Linked DNA regions of Gossypium hirsutum: region 2 is linked to region 1. The links are chromatin contacts, called in public Hi-C maps. All regions are on one chromosome and are shown on one strand. Each heading gives the region's core, a stretch centred on a gene start, on an enhancer-like site or on the middle of the called end of the contact. The rest is flanking DNA. Distances are from core to core; before and after follow the strand shown. Region 1 holds the start of LOC107945868 (E3 ubiquitin-protein ligase SINAT3). Region 2 has its middle 10 kb from the start of LOC107945001.

Evidence for each region. Hi-C and Micro-C count contacts between places; a contact is called where the count stands out from the background.
Region 2: a contact with region 1 is called in a Hi-C map of leaf, with 2.1 times the contacts expected there. The contact joins the enhancer-like site here to the promoter of LOC107945868 in region 1. A contact is called at or near these places in 2 of 34 Hi-C or Micro-C datasets (both in leaf).

What each region holds. Positions count from the first base shown.
Region 1 is chrD12:41,110,470-41,114,421 of Gossypium_hirsutum_v2.1, reverse strand. LOC107945868 (E3 ubiquitin-protein ligase SINAT3) reads left to right here and starts at 1,959. Exons shown (of 3, transcript XM_016880021.2): 1 at 1,959-2,650. The coding sequence starts at 2,429.
Region 2 is chrD12:41,297,848-41,301,799 of Gossypium_hirsutum_v2.1, reverse strand. No RefSeq gene overlaps it. Among protein-coding and RNA genes, the nearest start is that of LOC107945001, 10 kb to the left of the region's middle. Within about 2 kb of position 1,824, at least 2 of the 9 cell types and tissues checked have an H3K27ac peak or open chromatin away from gene starts, as enhancers often do. A contact at or near this core is called in leaf, where this site is marked.

The DNA.
Region 1 (3,952 bases), core at 710-3,209:
AATGGCAATGTCTTTATTAATAAATTAGGTAAAAATATCTTATTACAATCATCATATGATTGGTCTTTGAGCATACTCTCAACAATTTCAAAACTCAAAAAGTATAAGAATTAAAAATATCAAAATTTATAATAATGATTAAATCCATAATTTAAACATTCTACGTGACTAATAGCAGAATTTGAAATATTTAACTACTATCATTTGACCACGTAATTTCATTTAAAAAGTACAGAAGAATAAAAACATCTGAATTAAGTACAAGGAATAAATCCACAATTTACACATAGTACAATAATTAATAACAAATTTTGACTTATATAATTTTTAAAAAAGTAGGTTTAATTTTTTTTATCTACACTATTATTATCAAGTCATTGATTAAGTTGATGTCACGAATAGACTTGTCCATTAGCCGAGCTATTCGACCCGAAGACCTTCCCGAAAAGTGGAGGGGTTTGGATAAAAATATAGGCCCTAAAAATGGGCTTGGAAAAAATAAGACCCGCTGTATAAACACGCTGAACCTCGAATAAAATTTTTTGGCCTGGACCCAGCTCGAATTTGCAAAAAAAATTATTGTTGTTTTTCATTGTTTTGCTATCATTTCGGTATTATATTGCTACTATTTTGCTGTTATTGTTTGGATATTGTATAACTATTATTTTGTTATTAACTTTGCTACTATTTTAGAGGTATTTACTGGCTAAGTTGCACTTATCTTAATGTTATTTAAGTATATTTTTTAATCTTTTTTCCATTTGTTGGAAAGCATTTATTTTAATGTTTTTGGTATATTATATTTTTTAAATTTATTTTTATATAAAAAATAATATAAAAATTTTTAATACGGGCAAGTCGGGCCGGGCCGAATTTGGTCTTTAGCTTTTTATCTGAGCCGGGCTTTGACAAAATTTTAGGCTAATTTTTCGAATCAAGTTTACAAAACAGGCCTAAATTTTTTATTTGACCTGACCTGACCTATGAACAACTTTAGTCACAAACTAATAAATACCAACTCAATTAAAAAAGATATTAAAATATTCTTAATAAAATTAATAAATATTATTACAAGATTACTTTTATTTTTTTTCTATGAATAAATCACTAATAAATGTAAAAAAAACTTTCAAATGATGAAACTTGAACTTAGGGCATGTTTGATTGATTCTTTATATAAATTTTGAGATAATATAAATTTTGACCCCTGAACTCGATAACTAGGTCCTGTTTGATACTTGTATTTTTCCTTGATTCTCTTAGTACCTAAACTGAACTAGGCAACTAGATTATTTTTATTCCTAAACTTGAAAAATATAAAAGTTTAATGATATGACACTTTGAGATTGTGTCATATTATCACTTGAAAATTAAAATATATAAATTTCTAAGATATAGTACAATCTTAGAGTGTTACATATAGCATTCTAATAACTGGAACAATGGTTGAACTTGTTAGACCACTGGTTCCTAATTTAATCGATTTGATCGGTTCAATTGCTAAACCTACAATAATTAAATGATTAATTAAAATTCATAAATTTAAAAAATATATATTAAACTTGTTTAACTACTGATTTTTGGTCTAAGTTTTCAAATTTTACTAGTTTCAAGCAGTTCTTAATTCAATCAGCTCAACCCCTTTATTTGGAACAGTATACAAATGATTCTTGATCCAATTGGTCTGACCGATTAATCTAGTCATGTTTCAAGAATACTGGTCACATCATCAAATCTAAATAAGATCTAAGTTTAGGGCCCAAAATGAATCTAAATGCCAAGTTCAAGTACCAAAGTTAACAAAAAAAAAAGGTAAATATGCCAAAGTGAATCTATTTATCAAGTTCAGGGGCCAAAAATTATATTATCCCTTTTCTTTTCTTTATTTTTTTTTGTAAAATGTAAGAATTTTATTTATTTTTGAAGATAAAAGAAATTATTTTAATTAATTGAAACATGGTCACTGTCTGTTTGTTTGCTCTAATAATTCCCACCTCATCACCTTACAAAAATCTTATATATACATACACGCATGTGTATACATATTGTAAGTAACCATGGTTCTCTCTTTGACCTTGAGCCGCGTGATGTTGATCAACTGTCTCGTAAAATTTTAGACGGTGAACTCTCTCTTTCTCTGCAACCTATGAGAAAGAATACAGAAAGAAGAGAAATTAAAAACAGTAGTTTATTAATTTCTCTGTATTGATTCAACTCATCTGGTTTTCCTATTGATACCCCATTTTCATTCTTTGTTTCTTCTTCGATTTACTCATAAACTAACTTTCTTCGATTTACTCATAAACTAACTTAGTCCCCAAAGATTAATACTTTATTTTTATACCCATCACCCAAAGTTTCCATCTTTCCCAAAAGGAATTTGTACCCATAGCTGATCAAATTTGATAACTTTGTTATACCCTTTTTTATGGAATCAGATAGTATTGATTGTATGGCATCATCGGATGTGATGGATGATGATGAGATCCATCATCATCAGTTATCTTCTTCATTGTCAAAGACCCACAGCAACAATGGGAACAGCAACAACAGTTCTTTGTCATCAGCTGTTCATCCAAGCACTACTAGTGTCCATGAACTCCTTGAATGCCCTGTTTGTACCAATTCTATGTACCCTCCTATTCATCAGGTTAGTCTTTTTATTTCCTTTTCCCTTGATGGGTTCTTCTTTTTCTAAATTGAGAACATCTTTTTGAGTGCTTTTGGAGTGCTTGAATGGTTCTAATCTGTTTCTTTTTCTTGGATTTTTTTCAGTCAAATTTATAGGCTTATTCTTATGTGTTGGATTTGTGCTCTTTTAGGGTAAGAATTAGGACTACAGATGGGATTAGGTTGCCTTTATATAATTGACATTTTTTGAGGGGGTGTTATGTGAAGAGCAATACACATATGCGTGGTTGAATTCTTTGTGTTTGTTTTAACGTATCAAAGAAGAAGAAGATGGTCTAATTATTGTAAATGTCGAAAATGAAAGCTTTTTTCTTTTTTTTTTTCAGTTTAGTCCTGTTGGTATTGCCTATAGCATTAACCTATACTCATTAGAATGTCTTTTTATTATATTTGACAAAGGTTTCCAATGCTGATTCAGCCTTTCAGCTCAGGCGCAGTGAATTTGTAAACAAAGGTGATATGCTGTAGCTGTTTGTGCTGGGAAAGGTTTTAGAAAAAGTGTGGCTAAGATGGCAAATTGAAAGGAAACTATTATCTTCTCATTCATATGTAACAATCCATGAGAGTTTACTTGGATATGTTAATAAATTTGCATGATTTCACAATAAAAGCATAGAATAGTGGCTTCATCTAGAGTATAAAACAATGCTGGTAAGATTGTGTTTATAGCCATAGCAATTGAAGAATGCCTTGGGGGCCTATTATTTCTCTTCATCCTCCTCGGATGAATGTATTTACTACCGTAAAAGACTTAATTGAGATGTTGTATCATTTTTTATGGTATAACCAAAGTATCCTTCATGTCCGTTGTACGGTTCGTGAAGACTAATTCTTTCAGGGTTCCTGCCTGCCCCTCCCAACAATGTTGTTTTTAATATTTGAACCTAAGTTCTCTTCTTGGGAGCATGGAGAAAAAAAAATTTAGGGGGGAAATAAAGTTATATATTTTTATGAGAGATAAAATGCAATTTCACTCTTGTATTGGATGGTTTTCAAAAGGACTAAATTGAAATTCTAGCACTTGGGGGGGCCAAACTATAATTTTACCATATATTAACTTAGGATTTTATAAATTTTGGCGGATTAAAGCAGCAATTTTTCATTTTAGGGGGGCCAAGGCTCCTACCTGCACTCTCCTCCCTTTGCCCTTGCTTGGGAGTACAATGTGCCTTAACACTACACCCAACAACTCAGTTGTTGGTGAGATGGAGTATCATTTGAGTTTAAGTGAAAGCTATGAATATTTATTTCTTCTTTTTCC
Region 2 (3,952 bases), core at 575-3,074, 190 kb before region 1:
TTTTCATTGTTTCTTGACTATAACATTAAAAAAGGTTTCGACTTTTACTCTTTTTTCTAAAACGATGTTTTTGTCACAGTTTGGTTTAATGAAAATTCTTTTATCCGTGTTATCATTTGAACTTCAATTATTAAATCAACATAATAGAGTGATTAAATGAATAAAATTAAAAGTAGAGGAACTAAATTTCAAATGTGTGAAAAAATACAGGGACTAGAAATAGAATTATAACTTAAAAATACTATTTTAATCAACCAAGGCTATACAGTATCCATAACAATATTATATAATAATAATTAGAGGAGAGGGGCAAGTTGATGTTTGTAGAACAAAATTTTAGTTAAGCTTAAAGATGAAGATTTTATTCTAACTTTGAATCTTTTCAAGATTATAAGCAACTCTTTTGACTAAATTAAATTAAAAAAAAAAACCCCAACAGAGAAATTAAGGGGAAACAAATCATATTCTAGTTGAAGGACGAAAATGAATAAACAAATAATGGCTTGTCAAAAATTTCAAGCTGTCTCTTTAATAAGAAACAGTGATAACTACGTAGATTTTTTATTTATATATTTGGTTAAAATATGGTTCAAGTCCCTATACTTTTCGTGCATTTGAAATTTAGTCTTTCTACTTTAATTTTCTAGAATTTAGTCTCCTATATACTTTTTCTAATTTCAAAATTTAAGTTTAATTTTAATTGTTAACACCATTAAAATTGTTGGGTTAAATTCAAAAAAACTGAGTTGGTACTAGTAGAATTAAAAAGTTGATAATAATGTTAACAATCCAAAAAGCAAAAGAAATAAATTCTAAATATACTTTGTAAATTCGCACATGTTGACTATAGAAAAGAAATTATAATTAATTTTCATGTTAATTATTTGTTTATTATGATCAGTAATATTGATTCTTGAAATTTAATTAATCCAATAAAAAAAATTGGCTCTTTGCAACTCTTTAGGGCTAAGATAATTATTCTTTGTTGCATAATCTTTTCAATCTAATCCAGCAGATTCCTTTAGGATTAGAGATTAGATCCATAATTATCTTATAAAAAAATAAATTAAATCTTCAATGGCATCAATTATAGTAGTTTTACATATTCTTATCATTTTTTACGATATTTAATTATTTTTTAGCGTAAAAAAATTTTGACCACCAAAGATATATTAGAAAAAGGCATTATATTATATTAATATGATAAATATATTAGATCGATTTACATGATAAGTTTAATTATATTGATGAATTCAATTAAGGAATCGATTGTAAAAAAATTATGAATATGTTAATTTTAGATTCAATTAAGTAAATCAATTAAATATATATTTATATAAAGTGGAAAAAGAAAAGCTATTGTATCTTGATAGAATCTTAATGAATTGTTCTCATTTTTCTTTGGTTAAAATATTTTGGTTCTTCTACTTTTCAAATTTCATAATTGAAATCCAATTGTTAATACTGTTAAATTTTTTATTAAATTTATAGATGTGACATTTTAAAATAAAAAAAATATTCATTTGATAACTATGTAACTAAAAATATAACGTCGTGATAACCTTGAGTTTAACAAAAAAATTTTAAAAAATTAACCGTTCAACTTGAATTTTGAAATTTAAAAAAATAAAAGAACTAAATTCTAAATTTTTAAAAAATACCCAAAATCTCAAAATCTAAAAAGAAATAATTAGAGAGAGGGGTTGACTAGAGAAAATTTTAGAGGCTTTTAGGGAGATAATAATATTACTGGAAATGGATGATTGGTGTGGGACAAAGTGTGGTCTTTGGGGGTGAATGTCCATCGTACACCCCATGCGGAGACCAATTTCACTTTGTGTTTCTTTTGATTGGCCTTTGGCCTAGTGCTCAATTTTTCTTATGGAAGGGGATCCCCCACACAACAAAAAAATTTTAAGGTACCAACCCTAGGGTTTTTTTAAGATATTTGAGGTAGGGTGTACCTTGCAATTTTGATAAAATTTCATGAAAATTATTGTATTATAAATCAGATTTTGTTTTATTTTTTTATTCAAAAAAATAGGTAAATTATTCTTTATATGTTGATTAAAGAGTAAATTTATCATTTCTATTAAAAAATTCATCAATTTTTATTATTAAAAACTAGCGTGACAGATAGAATAACTAGACAGTTACACGTAGCATGCAACGTATATCTTATTCTGACTTACAGGGACCAGTTTTTAACAGTAGAAATTGATAGAATTTTTAACAAAATAATTAGTTTGCTCTTTGATTTAATGTGTAAAGACTAATTTGCCAATTTTCCGAGTAGAAGGGATAAAATGCAATCTAACTCCTAGTACAAGGGCCTCCATGGAAGAACCAATTTGCTCGTTAATCAGACTAACAACCCCATTTTTTTTAAGCAGGGGCAAAATGCAATTTGATTCTTAATACGTAAGCCTCCATGATACTTGTACCTAAAAATTATAAAAAGAAGGTCGGTTTAGATTTAAAAAAATATTAAAAGGGATATCAACAAGTGTTACAAACAAATAATTTAATTAATTATATTGTTCATATTTATTGATATGTTTGGAAAGTTGATTTAGTATATAAATTTACGTGTAATTATTTGTAATTCATTTATATGTATGCATGGATGACTATAATAATTAGTGAGTCTCATTAAGCGTAATCGATACAAGCAATTACATTTGTGTCACATTGTTTAGTAGCTATTGTAATTAGTTGGTCTTATTGAATAGAATGTAATCTGAGCACCTTAATTATTTGCTTCAATTCATATCTCATGGTTGAAAATTGAAAAAATTACGCGTGGCAATTAACCATGATGACTTTTAAACAAATTTAAAAAATTAGAATCTTTTACAATTCTAAGAATGTATGATTACTATCTATTACTTACACCTTTTTTCAATTACGTTATCACGAATAAATACATACAAATAATCGGATAGGTGATCGAATCGGTCAGACCATTGATTCTCAATTCAATCGTTGGTCTAACAATAAATAAATAAAAAATTATAAAAAAAGGTAAGAAAACACCGTTCAACCACCTTTTTTTTTGTTTCAATTTTTAATTTTTATCCAATCTGAGTAGTTCACTTAGAGAGTGATTTAACCTCTATATCAAGATTGATATGCGGAACAATTCTTAAATAGCAAAAAAATAAAAATAAAAATCTGATGAGGATATTCATGAGGGGGCTTTTTTTTGGTTCTGATATTGTCTTTTACTTGCTTGTAAACCCTAGCATGTTTGCTCATTTTTGGCAAATAAATCAAAAAGATTAATTTTAATAATTTTAAAGAGGTTAATTATACGAAAATATATTTATGGTAAAACGAGTATGATTCAATTTGGTCGAATTTTTTAAAATACTGAACCATCTTATTTTAGTTCGATTTTCTATTTTTTTATTCTAATTTTTTTTACTTTATTTTGATAAAACAAAAATTATTTTATGAATTTTCAGCATTATTTGATAAAATTTTAAAAACATTTTCATAAATATTTTTAAAAAGATTAAGTTTTCAAGTAAAAAAAATAATTTATTTTAGAAATGTTTTTTTTATATAATATTGTTATCGTTATTTTTAATATTTTAAATACAAAATATTTATTTTTACATCATAAAATTTTAAATAAAAAATAGTTGAATTAAATTAAAACCAATTTTTAACTTTTGAATAAAAAATTATCAATTTTTTTCTTAGTCCAAATGGATGGAAATAGAGAACATAGGCTGGTCTAGGCATATGGGTTTTGATTTAAATAATATGAAAATTGGGCCTCTTTTTTATCAAAATATAAAGAATATGGAAGACCCACCTTTTGAAGGCTCAAACTCACAATGTATAAAATTTCTTAGGCAGTGTTTTTGAAACCACGTAATAATTGAATTTGGATGTAATTGCTTGTAATTATATAATAGTGATATATTTAGATAATTATAGTAAT